Regions from separate parts of the Mus musculus genome. Here all the other regions are linked to region 2. The links are chromatin contacts, called in public HiCAR-type and HiChIP or PLAC-seq maps. All regions are on one chromosome and are shown on one strand. Each heading gives the region's core, a stretch centred on a gene start, on an enhancer-like site or on the middle of the called end of the contact. The rest is flanking DNA. Distances are from core to core; before and after follow the strand shown.

Region 1 (4,646 bases), core at 1,542-4,041, 780 kb after region 2:
GCTTCCTGCAGATAACTGGTCCTTTCCTGCTTTCCAAACCCTTTTGGCCTCTCTTTTCATTTCCCTCCTCTCCTTTACTATTTGAGACTTAATCTTACTTCAGTTTTATTCTTCACGCTGAGCTCATCTGAAATGTGCCAATAATTGCTACCAGCTAAATCTGGCCTCATCATTCTGAAAATTCCTCATTGAAATCAGCCCCGTGGAACAGGGATCCGGCCACTTCCGCAGGTTAAAATGACATCTGGGTTGCAGCCTCCCTGGTAGAGTGTATAATGCATGTGTAGATCATTCTTGTTCAGTTATATTTCGAGAGACAAAGGCATATAGAACTTAGCAAAATGAGCTAACAAAATGTTATTTAATTTGGTGAAAATTTCATGTAAGTAGCAATTAAATCAACGCAGAGGTTAAGGGTAGATAGAATGAACTTGGACACCATAGAGCAACTTTCTCTGTTTTCCGGATAAGTGTTTACTAAATTCAACAAATATTTCCTGAGTTCTTAGAGTGTTTGTCTCCCTCAAGATCATCTTTGTCACAGTGTGTGTGTGTGTGTGTGTGTGTGTGTGTGTGTGTGTGTGTGTGTGTGGTGTTATAAACATGCAAACAAAGGAGAGAAACCCTGGTTGACTATGTAGGTAGTAGAGGGCATTTCCAGAGGGAGTTGCCATTTGATAATTCAGAGAAGACTATTACTTTTGCTTTTTTCAATGTCTAGCTTCATCTCCTAAGCTAAGTTATCAATAGAATTGTCACATTAACTCACCAGTAGTCCTGTCATTTACAAAGCGCTGGCAGCATTTCACAACTTATTTTAATTTTCCTCCAAATATGACTGAGGATTAGAGACAAGAGAGGAGATGCAAGCCACACTCACAAAGAACTTAAAACAGACCTCTGGGTTCATCTTTACATCCTATTTCCCTTCTCAGTGCACAGGTATTAACCCTGTGCTCAGATCCAGTCCCCTACTGTGAAAACTTAGTGCCCAAGGAAAGCTCGAGCTTCTGGGTTGAGGAGATGCCTCAGAGGAATAAAAGCACTTGGTATGCAAACATGAAGGTCAGGGTTGGAAACTGAGTACCCACTTCAAAAGCCATGTATGAATGGACAGTTGCCTACAACCAAAGCACTTTGGGGACTAGAGACAGAAGACACAGCTCTTTTGATATCATTGACATCTGAAGACCCCACCCACCCCACCCCACCCGCCTGTGGGAGAATGGCTTCTTCAGCCATATCCACAGGGCACAGAGGAGGAGCTGAGCCCAGATGGAGGGAGCACCCATTTGATTGGCAGAGAAGCAAGTGGGTGTTAATAATCTATCTCTTCTATGTTCTGAGCTCTTAGACCTTACACAAGCTCCTGGCTTTCATTGTTTGTTCACCTTACTAGTTAAAATAATTAAATTAATAAATCGCTATGTGCATGAACTCGTAATTTAGACTACTGATCTTTTGCAATTTCATTTAACCTACAAAACAACAATGTTCAAAATCTGAGGCACTGAGGCTGATAGAGAGTTATCCACGATGTCAGAGCTGGTTCCAAGACTCATGCCAGCCTCACAGTTACTCTGGGGTCTAAATAATAGTCACTGCCTCTGGCAGGGGGGTAGTGCTCCCCTTGTCTGGGCCCAGCTCCTAATTCCTTCCACTGTGGATGTGGTTGAAGAAGCCATTCTCCCACAGAAGGAAGCCCTTCTGTGGTAAATGATACAATAAGAGCTGTGTGGCAAGGCCAGCATTTTCCCCAAGCCCTCTCCCGGTCCATTCAGAGAACAACACAGCATCTCAAAAGCCTACATCTCTCTCCACTTCTATTTTTGTGTTCATTTTCTGGGCGTAGAATGAGTTCAGAGCACATTGATTGTTTATGATTTCCAAATAACAAATGGGCAATCCCTGCTTCATCCAGTCAGGTCTAAGATACAAGCAGCACTGGCATGTGCCCCGTGCTTACCCTGCCAGCCCTCTATGAGTGGATTTCTATGTGGTTCTTAGGCAGAGTCAATGATGGGATAAGAGCTGGTATCTCACTCTGTTCCAGATACCACCAATCGAAGAGCAAGGCCCATAATGTCACATGATTGGAAAAGAGAGGAGCTGAAGAGAGAAAAAGAAAAAGAAAGAGAAGGGGGAGGTAGAGGAGGAGAAGCCGAGGTGATGCAGACGGAAGCAGAGCAGGAGACAGAAGAGGAGGCGCAGGAGAGAAGGAGCAGGAGAGGAAGAGCAGGAGCAGGAGGAGCAGGAGAGGAGGAGCAGGAGAGGAGGAGCAGGAGCAGGAGGAGGAGCAGGAGAGGAGGAGCAGGAGCAGGAGGAGCAGGAGAGGAGGAGCAGGAGAGGAGGAGCAGGAGCAGGAGAGGAGGAGCAAGAGAGGAGGAGCGGGACAAGGGAGGAGGTGAAGGGAAAAGAGCAGGCAAAGGAAGAGGAGAGAGGAGGAAGTGTGAGAAGGGCAGAAGGAGGAGGCACAGGAAGAGGTAGAGGATGAGGAAGGAGCTTTTGGCAGAATTCCAGGTTCGGGGGCTCTAGCTCCACGGAACTTGGGGAATAAAAATCAGGCTTTGGGCTGTCCAGGTTCCAAGTCACAGGGCCTCCATAGCTGGCAAGCATCAAGCCGGAAACTCTGCTGAATAGAGCCCTAAATGTTTTTTTGTTTGACATTCATGCTTAACAGAAAATGATGAATCCATTAGCAACCCCTTCCGTTGCCAAAAGAAACAGACTCGCACTCGGCGATTGCTTTCACCGCGCTATCAAGCCACCACATGCTCGCCTCACAGAGCTGACAGTCATCCATCACTTTCAAATGGGTTTAGAGGTACAGTTGTCTTTGTGTGAAGTGTGTGGACGAGTCAGCATGAATGGGGCTCATTAAAGCAGACTGACCCAAACAGTTTAAATGGGACTCGCAGTAGGGGGAGAATGTTTTATTTGAGGTTTGTTTGGAATTATTTTGAAGTTTGTCACTAATTTTAAAAAACAATGGGCTCATTTTCCTAACTCCTTTTTCATCCCTAAGATGTGTTCGAGAGAACAAATAGCTATATTATGCACTGACTCAAAAACATGCTCTTTGGGAAATGAATAAAAAGATCCTATGATTATGAAATTTCAAGAGTTCCCTTGTGCTCTAGAACAGGGCAAATTGAAACGACTCCACAAAGCACTGCCAAGTTTCTCTCTCTCTCTGCTCAGCCCCTTTCTGCCAGTCCATAAATGGCATCTTTGAATATCATCTTTGGACCTGTTTTTTATCATCTCAGATGGCCTCCCAAGGAATGCATTCCAAAGTCTGTGATTCCAAAGATGGATTAAATCCTCCATAAAATGGGTTTAAACATTGGGAGGGAGGCACCTGGCTGTACACATCTGGGCCTTACAGAACACCACGGGATTCTGAATACTTCAAGATGTTCAATAAGGTGTTCAATGTGTTGAATATGACCAAACCCATCTTCAGTGTGAGCCTGTGGAATCTCTCTCTCTCTGTCATTCTTTCTCCCTCCCTCCCTCCTTTACTCCCTCCCACCTTCCTCCCTCCCACCCTCACTTCTCCTTTCCACCCTTCCACTCTAAATTGCTATTAAATTCATGTAGAAATGTAAATAGGAAAAATCCTGACCCAAGAAGATTATGCATTTCAAGAAAGGACAAAAGTAATGTCTTCAAGGACCTTGACCTCTTTGCTACATCAGTTATGACCTTAGCTACCTGGGTTCAGTAGATTGAAGGCACATAGTGGAGTCATAAGGTGGACCGTGTGTTCACAGGAGTGAGTTTAGTAAGACCAAAGAGATGTCACTGTTTTTCAACCATCAGAAAAACATTTTAATATTTGAATGTGAAGTTGTGCTAGTATATATTGTATGGATCCTAGCATTATTTCCAAAATCTTATTCACTTATTCACTGAGACATTCATTAATGTCAAGGACCCAGGAAATCACTTGGGCTTCAGGCTGGCTCTCCAGGATCCCCCTATTCCCATGTATGCCCAAGGCAGCCCAGCTGAGACTGCTGAAGTCTTTGCCACAGCAATGGATCATTGTTGAAAGAGAGATGCAAACTAAACTACAAAGATAAAATCTCATTAATTATGGTATTATAAATGTTCTATAATAAGGGTAATTTCTTAGTCTTAACCCCTAATATTCCCCCAAAACATTGAACTTTCTAAACGCTGTCAGCACATTTACTGCATAAAATGTGTACGTAGTATGTGCACTTGTCTGGTTTCACATCTTTACTGTAAGAAGCTAAAATGAGTTGTCACAATGATTTGACTAAATTAACCAGTGTAGTCATTGCTTGCCACCATGATTCCCCTCTCAAGAATGTTCAAGGCGGATATTAAAATACACATTTGCACTTGAAATGTCAAGTAAAACGAAGAAAATTCTTAGGACCCTGTGGCTCTAACCCACCAACCATCCATTCAAATCAACTCTTGTCTCCCTAAGACTCTTGATCAAGTTGCTAAGTGGCCTGACAAGCAACAAACCCACAGGAGGAAGGAGGAGGAACAGGAAGAGTCCAGAACCTCATTCTCTCTAGAAACAGGTGGCCATCTCATGGCTCAGGACACCTCTGGGGTCAGAGTCAGCAAGTATAAAATAGAAAGGACTGTAGAGTGTATGGCTT
Region 2 (4,608 bases), core at 218-2,717:
GGCGGTGGTGGGGTGGGGGTGGGGAGGAGGTTTCAAAATGAAGTTCTCTGTTGCCTGGAGCCTATACAACTAACCTTATCATCAAGATGCTGAGACCAAATGCCCAGAGCTAAACAGAACGGATCCTCAGAGAAGCCTTGTATGCTCCGCAAGTGCTGTTTGTCTCCATGAAAGCCAAATAGCGATGGCACCATTTCTGACACGTTGTCACCAGGTAGATGGTGTATTGGAATGTGAGTCAGATCAGAGAGATGGGTGCTGCTCGAGGACAGCAAGTAACATCCCAAGCTTGACTCTGGGTGTGCGGGTTTATTGGCAGAAATACACTGCGCTTTAACGTGTACTTTCCTTATAATTTTATTTAATGGCAATTTTTAAATCAAAGTGTTAGAATGTGTCTTTCTCCTTTAAAAAAATAATTGCTAAAATCATTGATGGCACATTAAAACAAGTCAGTGGTTAAGGTCACATAAACCCATGTAATATGTATATTCAACCCAGAATTATTTAGGGTCATCGTAGCCATGGAGTTTTCAAATAAATTATTTGAATATAAAAGTAGATTATGTCTTTCCCCTGTGGCTGGCCAAATGTCTTTTCAACAAAGGGTAAAGTAAGAAGGCTATTTTTTTGTGTAAAAGAGTGATCTTTTTAATCATGCTTGACTGCCTCTCAGGACAGTCTCCGTTTATAATGAGATATTTTGAACTCATCTGAACCAGAAAGTTTAATAAATTTATAGTACATTTTGTATTAAAATATGACCATTTATTTCAGGAGACAAGAGCTAGCGAGAACAGAGAACAAATTAGTGATTGTTAAATCTCTAGGCCGTCCTCTGGAGCTAACTAACGTCCACATTGGCCCGTATCTACAAGAGTATAAATAAGTGTTTATTTAGTTTATTCTTCCGCACTTCTTGGCAGCTCTTCCAATCTCAACTGACCGTCTATTTGAAAAGGACACTCGCTATTTGGAGCCTAGGTCAGCCCTTAGCTGGAGCGGCTGTGAAGATCCAGTAACAGAGGTTCTCATGGCCTTTTTTTCCAGACTTTCTGAGGTTGCCAGGTAGGGAGAGAGCAAAGGTGTTTCCCGTGTGGTTGTGGGTCGCCTTTGAAGTAGATTCATCCCATATGCAAATGTGTAAACATTAGCTTTCTCTTACTAATGTAGTAAAAGGAGCGGTCCTGAGACTAGAGAAGCTCCCTCACCGGTAAGGAAATGTTTCTGAGAACTGGAAGAACATTTTGACATGGTTATTAACATATGAAAACATGCTCATGGTACTCTCTAGTGTTTTAACACTCGAGACATTCAATTAGTTTTCTATTATACCGGATCTTTTCTTAACTCCTAGTTAATTTTTTTTTTTACAAGTAGAAAAAAAAATTCACAAGATACATCTTAACCTGGTATCAGAACTGAGTACCATGGTGAGTCATCTCCGATCCTATTTCTCTAATGACACATCACTTAGGTACGTGTGGATTTCCTTTGAGCCCCTAATTTTCTTTTTAATTATTCTACAGTGAAAGCTCTCCCCCCCCCCAATTAATTTGACTTTCTCAGATTTTTACAGTAAAGCGTGTGTCATATCTCTCTTGAAATTGACCATTCTTTTCAGAAGGGGGAAAAAAAGTTTCTTTTTTTTTTCTCTTTGGCCTGGGGTGCTGCACTGAAAAAAGTCACTCAGCTAAAATGAGTTACTTCATTTCCAAGTAAAAACAACGGTGTTTTCATGCCTGCGCTTATTATTATTCTGAGAATGTACTAATTTGTTACATCCAAGATGACGGTTCGTTGGGTCTGTGAAAGGGGCAGTGTGCCAGCTATCAAAGAGAAGTAACAAGGACTCCTTTCATGGGACAGAGAGCAGGGACAGCTCTTGTGGGTATCAGGAGGCATGCTGCCAGCACAGTCATCCCGATGTCAGGGGCTCCCAGTGTCCGGGTCTGAATCAAGCAAAACGATAATTTTCCTGAACGTCAGGGTGGGCAGCCCGAGGAGCAACTGGTCGCGGCTTTATCCCCCACAGGCCCCAGCTGACGTGCCTCAAGGGTTTTAATGTTTGTAGCACGTTATTACTTCAACATTAAGCTTAGATAATTGTCTACTTGCTCTGAGCTGGTTAATAGCAAAATACAAGTGAAGAGGGGGCATTTTTATAAAGTAAAACTGCAAAATAGAATTATATATCTATGTACTGTGGAGTTTCTGTTGTTCTCCCTCCTGACATTTGAATGATAATGAAGTTTGATTCTATACTACCTTTATTCAGCTCTGAACCAGGGTGGTCTCGTCATTTTGTTTTACGCGCATAACACTGCCTAAGGTCACGAGTTGTAAATCGTCACATAAAAAGACTGAAAATATATTCAGCACTTTGTAGTTTCCGAGCGCGCATTTAAGAGCTTCAGTGAAGAGTCGGACCTACATGGCAGATTTTTCTGGCCCTGAGCAGTCAGCTTGCTGATACAGACAGCGGGCGACAACACGCTTTGATATGCCCTCTGTGCAGGCGCATCCTGACCCGTTTTCTGTTATTGTAATGTTTTTCTTTGCTTTATGGAGAAACGCTCCCTACTAATTTTTTTTAAGAAATCTATTTAAAAATAATTTCCATCTGCCTCATATGATTTAATAAATGGAAAACACATTTGGATTAATGAACAGAATTCTGTGTGGGGGCATAAAAACTTCTCTCTGAGAACACTTGCTTTTTGCTTAGTATGCATTTGTCAAATTTTCTTTTTAACGTACAGTTTTAATCTTTGGCCCTTTTAAATAAAGGAGTGTATACTTTAAACAATATTTAACTAGCAACTGTTTAAATATAATGGCCATGTTACTTTATCTGTCCCTTAGAATGGGTTGTACTTGACGACCTCTGTGGCTCGGGAGTCCTCCAGTGTAAGTGTTCCCGCTCCCAGAGAAGCAAACAGAGTCTGCCTTTTGTGGTGCTCATGAGTTGCAGATTTGATTTTCTTGACAGCTTACCTCAGGAGTGATAGCTGTGTGTGTTTGCTGTTTCATTCACAATGAAAGGAAACTGGCTAAATTCACAAGGAAGACACCTCAAAGTTGGGACTGTTTAAAATAAAAACGCAAATACACACCACCATGAGAGATTTTAAACAAGCTAGGTTACCAAATCGGTAGCTAATTTTTTGCCTTTCTAAAATGTTGGATATTTAACCCTCCGAATAATTAAATATTTGTAATAAAGCAGTTAATTCAAGCAGTTTATTGCTGTAATTTGCAAAAGTGCATTGAGCTGCTTTCTTTTCAGCTCATTGACGGGGGACAAACATTTCTTTAATAAGACTACAGCACATTCTAATTTTGCTGCAAACGCTTAGATAAGGATCAGGCCCTCTCTGAGTCACTGGGCTGACCTATGACATTGAAAGGGCCCAGGCTCTTTGGCAAAAGAAGAGCTGGGATTCATTATTATGCACAGGACTTCCCGGTTCTGAAGGGCTCTGTGCTGTCTCTCAGATAGACTTTGTTTGTTGGAAATGAGAACTGCATTTTGGCAGCAGCCGACCAGAGCCAAGCTACTCAGCAGGCCCATTGGTGATGATGCAATCCCTCATTAACGCTGTTTCTCTATTAGTGGATTGTACAGGAGTTACATGCGATTGAGCATCTTCATTGAGGCGCTTAGAAAAGCTTCCTAGTATCAGGCCCTACCTCTGGGCGGCCCATCTTTATTAGCTGCAGTGATTAATGCTAGAAATAATCTTTTGCACTTTGCTTGATATAAAAATGCAATATAAGAGCCCAAAACTCTGGTGGAACTTAATCTCCCTGTCAGAGGAAGGGAGGAAACATTTACCTGGAAAACAAAGCAAAACACAACTAAACAACTGGGAAGTTTATCAGGCTGAAACGGCGCTTGGGTACTCTTGCCGCAGAAGTGAATGAACACCAGTTGCCATGCCAAATGTGATTCCTCCTGCTGCTCCTGCTGTTCCAGATGTGTGTGCTGGGTGGGGGATGCGGGGTTGGGATAGAGTCATAAGCCCAAGCTCATTTTTTTTTAATCCAAACTGTTTGTGTAAGTCAGTGATTGGAGCCTGCAATATCCCAGCATTAAGGTTTTCGTCACAGAATAGTGGCACCAAGATAAGATTGTACTTAAGATAAAATCAAACGGGTTGAGAGGCGTTGCCACCTGCTTCTCTATAAGTGGGCATGCCCTTAAATAAGTCAGGGTAGGCTAGAAGTTGTTACCCGAGTGTATCTAATGTCAGCTTCTCTTTACCACCCCTTGTGCACCAGCCTGCTGTGTTCCCAACACTACGTCTGATTCCTCCTTATTATTAGACAATAAATTTCATTTGGAGGTATAGTTCAGGAACATGAGGAGACAGTAGCGTTGCTTTCATCCGCTCAGTGTCTTAGTATGACAGAGGAGAATCCTAAGTTGATTAGATGTTCCTCACCTTTCAGGTGTGGTGTGGAAAAGGCTTTTTCTTGGCCAGGCCAGAGGCTGCTCTGGTAGACTATGCTCTCCATTCTGAGTCCTTCAGGGAGGGTCTACTTCCCTTGAAACTGCTGGCAGGTCAGAATGGATCTCTCATAGTGATGTCACTAATGACTAGA
Region 3 (5,093 bases), core at 2,462-4,961, 700 kb after region 2:
TGATTAGGAAAAGTAGGGAGAGAAAATGTGTGTCAAAACTGATGCCTGGCTGGAGCTTTCTCAGAATCCTTCAAATGGATCTCAGAAACCATCCCAACCTCTTCCACTCAGGAGGCAACTGACCCTTTGATGGTTTCATCTGCACAGTTTACACCCAAGAATTACATCACCACGTTGCAAAAATGCTCATTTGAAGAGAGTTTACCATTGTATCTTGGCCTACATTCCTAGCTATTCTAGCCCCATGTAAACACATCTATATAGCACACATGCAACCATTAAACATCAGATATGTGACTGCTTGCTAGAATTGCCCCAATACCAACACCGTCTTAGGTAATCCTCACTGTTACCCCTGCTGTGCCGCCATCATATCCAAACAGAAGCCAGAGGTTCGGAGAAATGAAGTAATCTGTTTCCTTCATGCTGTGGGTAAATACATAAGGATTACTTGAATGGAGATTGCTTTACTTCAGTGCTGGGAACTAAGTTCTGGGCCTCTTACACGCTAAGATAGTGTTATATAGCCACACATTAACACAGTCAACTATTGTGTGCACAGAATCTTCCATGGTGGTGAAAATCCTTGTACCTGTGCTGTCAGGTAGACACAGTGCTCGTGTGTGGCTGTTGCCCCAGAGATTTGAGTTACATTTGAGTGTGAATAGATGGTTAGATGTTATTGCTCTGGGTAGTACTGCTCACCACAGACCCAAGCCTTTGTTAACTCTGTTTTGTTACCTCCTTGGGGTCTGATAAAAACCAGCTATAGAAAGACGCTCTTCAGTGAATCAATAACTTTAAATCTGTGCACATAATTCACATAGCAATTCTCTCTGTAATGTATCACCTTTTGGAAAACTCACCCGAGTTCCTTATGCTTTGCAGCCCACTCTCAGCAGTACGATGATACAGGATGGTAATAAAGACCTTGTGAGTTACCAACCTCTTCATATTAAAAAATAATCAAGACAAAGTTTAGAAGAAAATTTTGCCTATGAATCCCTGGTCATCTAAAGGACAAAAAAAATTTAACTTTTCATCTTTCTCCCTTGAAGAAAATTAATTTTTACCTGATATAAACAAGCTAAGAGAATCACGTGTTATCCCTCCCCATCCTAAAGCATCCCAAAATGTGGTGGTGAGCAGTTGCTTATACTAAATATCTGTACTACGGCAGTACCTACCACCATGACCAAAGGGAAATTAAAGTATAGTATATGTGGATGATTTCAAAACATCCCTTGAAAAGGGAGAAATGTGGGCTGGGGAAGCGACTCAGTCCATGAACTGCCTCACACATCTGAGGTCCTTACCTTAGTCCCCAGAATACATGTAAAGCCGCTGGAAAAATAAAATAGCATGCATGCATGATCTCATAATAACATGGGAGGCGGACAGAGAGGTATCCTCGGGGCTCTCTGGCCAACCATGTTAGCCTACTTGAAAAGTTCTAGGACAATGAAAGACCCTGTCTCAAAGAGGGATGAGGGCCTGAAGAATGACACCATCATCCATACACACATTTGCACCAGCATACATACAATTTCTTTGTGAAATAAGAGATAACTGTAATGCATAATTCTTTAAACTACTGCAGTATGCCAAAGAACAGGATTCCCTCACAGATTATGGAAATGTGCACTACAGGTCATTTGAAAACAGTTTCAACAAGAGGCACCTGTATTTTGGCAATATAAAGTCAAGTCCTCGTTAATACTACATGTCTTTCAGGTGGGACTATTGGTAGCTACCAGATCCAGGACAGTTTACAAAGGTACTGTGAAATTCATTCTCAGACCTTCCTATCACAAGCCCACAGGCTCCTGAAATCTTAGCTTCTGAGCATTACACTTCTATAGAATAGTGACCTCTAAACGTTAGTGGGCATGAAAGGCACCCAGGAACTTGCTAAAAAGGCAAACTCTCATCCATCTCTTAAACTCACAGAAATTCTGAAAGATCTAGGGATCTTCATTTAAACCACATCTCTGCAGTTTGGGTCCGAGAACTGCCTTTTGAGAAATAGTAATGAGTGTTTTCAAGGTAACCGTTACAGGGAAGGTTTGCTTGGTGAAAGCCACACATCAAGCTGTGTTTGGGTCAACACTCATTGTGGACAGTCTGGCCACTCTGGCTCCATTATTCCCTTCTGCATCAGCCTATTTTGTTTTGATTTGAGGAGAGAGCACTGAGTCACTGACTTAAGCCTCCTCCTACTGCCAAGGTAAGAACATTCCAGAGTGAAACTCAGGACTTTGTTTAGGAGAAAGGCATTCATCTCTTTCCCATGTTGCCCTCTCCACCTGAATTTAAGAAAGCATGCAGTCCAGATATTGTGGGCGGCTACCTTACATGTAGAGGGTCAATCTTGGAATAAAATTTACACAGAGAACAGAAGGCAGAGCTGAGACTGCTGGGGTCAGAGGGACACTGTTAAGCCAGATCAATCCCTCCAAGAAGCCTGCCCTAGACTCTAGACTTCTCAGAACACAAGTCAAACATTCTTCCCTTCTTTTAAACAGCTTCTGATAATTTTAAAGGAAAAAAAAAATCACTTGATCGATATAAAATGTTGTTTTATGTTTTATACACCCATTTTTCCTAGCACTGAATTCTGTGTCTTCAAGATCTTTTTTTTTTCTTCTTTCTCAACGCCTTTAAGCATTCTTCATGGGTGTCAATAAGTCTGCGTTCTCGCTACCCATTGCTTCTCCTATAACAGCTGCTACCACATCTGCCTCTTTTTTTTTTTTTTTTCTCATTAGAACTAAATGAAACCATCAGATTCCCAAGTAGTTCTCCTCCTGGCAAAAGAGCTCTACTAAAGACCTTAAAACACACTAAATGAGATTCTTATTTCTAGAGGAAACAGCCCCTCTGTAGGTTGTCATAAAGACCCTCCCTTTCAGGAACTTTCACGCAGCTTTAGTCTTAGTGCCCTGAGATTTTAGGTACGTTTCAAAAGCAATGGGGTATTTTCCACTCATTGGCTCCTTCATAAAATGTGGAGTCTCATCCCAGTAGAAAGATGCAGACCTAGTAAGGGCACAGTTGAAGCCTAGGAGAAGCCACCACCCTGGTCCTCAGGAACAGCTAAACAGAGGAGTCCATCAAGAAATTCCTGGGCTGCCAACCAATGCCTCCAAGAAGCAGCAATTATTGGGTTTCTCTCTCCTAGAGACAGAACACAGAAAATTTCACCCTGTTTTCCCTGCTTCACTTAAGAAGATGAGAACAAATGAAACGAAGAAAACAAGTATCAGCCAGAGAAACTCAACCCAGGAATCTCCATTGCCCCCATGCCCCAAAAATCCAGAACACAAAGATGGAATGTCTAAAACTCTCCTAACTCCTGCGAGGCCCACTGTGGGGTTGAAATGATTTAAGGAGGTGAGATGCTTTCATTGATCTCTCCTTTTCCAAGAAAAAAAAATTTGACGAAAACTGTGTTCTAGGGAAATGTTATCAGAAACTTATTTGTTTGTGTATTTAGCTGTTGCTGTCTGCTTTACCCCTTATATAATGTTGACATTCTTTGAAAATGGGTAGATGGACCTTATTCAAGTTCTGACAGTAACTCTTTGTTAGTGTACAAACGGCTTCAGAGGTATTTCATTACCATTCGTAATCATCCGTTTGCTTCTAGCTGGTGACATTTGGAATAGTAAGCAGGGGACACTCTTTGTGTCCAGTGAGTTCATAGAAAGTTAAACTTACTTTCCACAACAGACTCAAGCTTAGCTACCATAACCCTCTTCAGTTACTGTGTGATGTGTTTGAACAGTATGAATGATTAATGAAAGCTAAATAGTCCAGTTTCTATCTTAAAACCTTTTTGTTAACTGCCAGAGAGCTGAGTGACTGGGAGGTGATTGCTGTTCAAATGAGTTATTTATGCAATCTGATGCTTGTTCCCTGACAAAAAATTTAATGTATCAGCTGCTCATTTTCAAAAGATGTAAAAAGTCAGAAACTCTTCCTGATGCCTTTTCCCATCCACAGACCAACACCAAGCTCTGTGGTCCTTGCCAGTTTGGCATCAGAAAGCGAACTTGGCTTGCCCGTCTGAACGAAGCATGGTTGCTTTCTCCCAAGGAAACCAAGATAAAATGTGGCAACGGGTAGCATCCATTACAAAGGTCCTGAAAGTTGCCTCAGAGTTTTCCTGGACCAGATTCTGGCATTGCTCCCAGAAGAAGGCCACTGCCACCCGTGAGCTACGAAAAACAGTCATGCCTGCTGGAGGGAGGGAAGTGTGTAAAACGCTCTGGGTGTTTACGAGCTGATCTGGAAGAGGCATCTTCAGAGATAACTCCTCTGGTAAAGGGGCTCAAGCGTGATGAGGAAACAGAGATTAAGAACCCAGGTGGAGACCACACCTGGGGGATGACAGGAACTAGAGTGGAGGAGGAGGAGGTTGGAGGAGGAGGTAGGTTTCCAGAACACAGCATAGTCGTGGGACATATAGCAGCATCACATGTAATATGAACATCCTTTGGCTTGTTTTGTGATGCTGGGGATCCAGTTCAGCCTCATGTATAGACAAGGCTTGTGCTCAGCCACTGAGCTGCACCACAGTCCTTCTCTCTTTAAGCAAACTTTACATTCTTTTGTTGGCTATGCTGTAAATGCCCTCTTACTCATTTTTTATAATTTGATGGCATTTGGAGCATTGCTTATGGCATGTTTGTCAACTCAACTCCATCAGAATTACGATCATAGCAAGGGATGAAGATACGAATGTCTACCTGACAATCTCTCTCTTTTTTTAAGCAATAAAACCTTTATCCTTTTCCATTTGGTGGTCTGTTGGACACGAACCATTTAAGAGTTTCCAAATAAAATGCTTTAGCACATCTGCAATTAATAAGCCTGAAGCTTATTTTGTACCATTCCTGGTCATCTCTTTTACCAGTTGTGTGTTACTTTGGTTAACCATTTCCTTTCAAAAAGGAGGAACAGAAACGGAATTAATCTAGTGGTTTTTGAAGAGAATTCACAGGTCTACTTCATTTGTTTAACAACTGAGCAAACATGTCACTGTTCAGTTACTACTTGCCCAACAGTATCCTGGGCCCTGGAAACACAGG

Evidence for each region. HiCAR-type assays count read pairs that join an accessible place to other places. HiChIP or PLAC-seq counts read pairs in DNA pulled down with a chosen protein or histone mark.
Region 1: a contact with region 2 is called in an H3K27ac HiChIP or PLAC-seq map of stem cell-derived neural progenitor cells, with 5 times the contacts expected there. The contact joins two enhancer-like sites. A contact is called at or near these places in 2 of 115 datasets of contacts at active chromatin or transcription factors (astrocytes and stem cell-derived neural progenitor cells).
Region 3: a HiCAR-type map of astrocytes shows a contact between it and region 2, with 4 times the contacts expected there. The contact joins two enhancer-like sites. A contact is called at or near these places in 3 of 115 datasets of contacts at active chromatin or transcription factors (astrocytes, embryonic stem cells and stem cell-derived neural progenitor cells).

Annotation. Positions count from the first base shown.
Region 1 is chr3:35,222,815-35,227,460 of GRCm38.p6, forward strand. No RefSeq gene overlaps it. Among named protein-coding and RNA genes, the nearest start is that of 1700017M07Rik, 51 kb to the right of the region's middle. Within about 2 kb of position 2,792, at least 55 of the 459 cell types and tissues checked have an H3K27ac peak or open chromatin away from gene starts, as enhancers often do. A contact at or near this core is called in stem cell-derived neural progenitor cells, where this site is marked.
Region 2 is chr3:34,442,049-34,446,656 of GRCm38.p6, forward strand. No RefSeq gene overlaps it. Among named protein-coding and RNA genes, the nearest start is that of Gm20515, 5.5 kb to the left of the region's middle. Within about 2 kb of position 1,468, at least 73 of the 459 cell types and tissues checked have an H3K27ac peak or open chromatin away from gene starts, as enhancers often do. A contact at or near this core is called in astrocytes and stem cell-derived neural progenitor cells, where this site is marked.
Region 3 is chr3:35,137,925-35,143,017 of GRCm38.p6, forward strand. No RefSeq gene overlaps it. Among named protein-coding and RNA genes, the nearest start is that of 1700017M07Rik, 140 kb to the right of the region's middle. Within about 2 kb of position 3,712, at least 25 of the 459 cell types and tissues checked have an H3K27ac peak or open chromatin away from gene starts, as enhancers often do. A contact at or near this core is called in astrocytes and stem cell-derived neural progenitor cells, where this site is marked.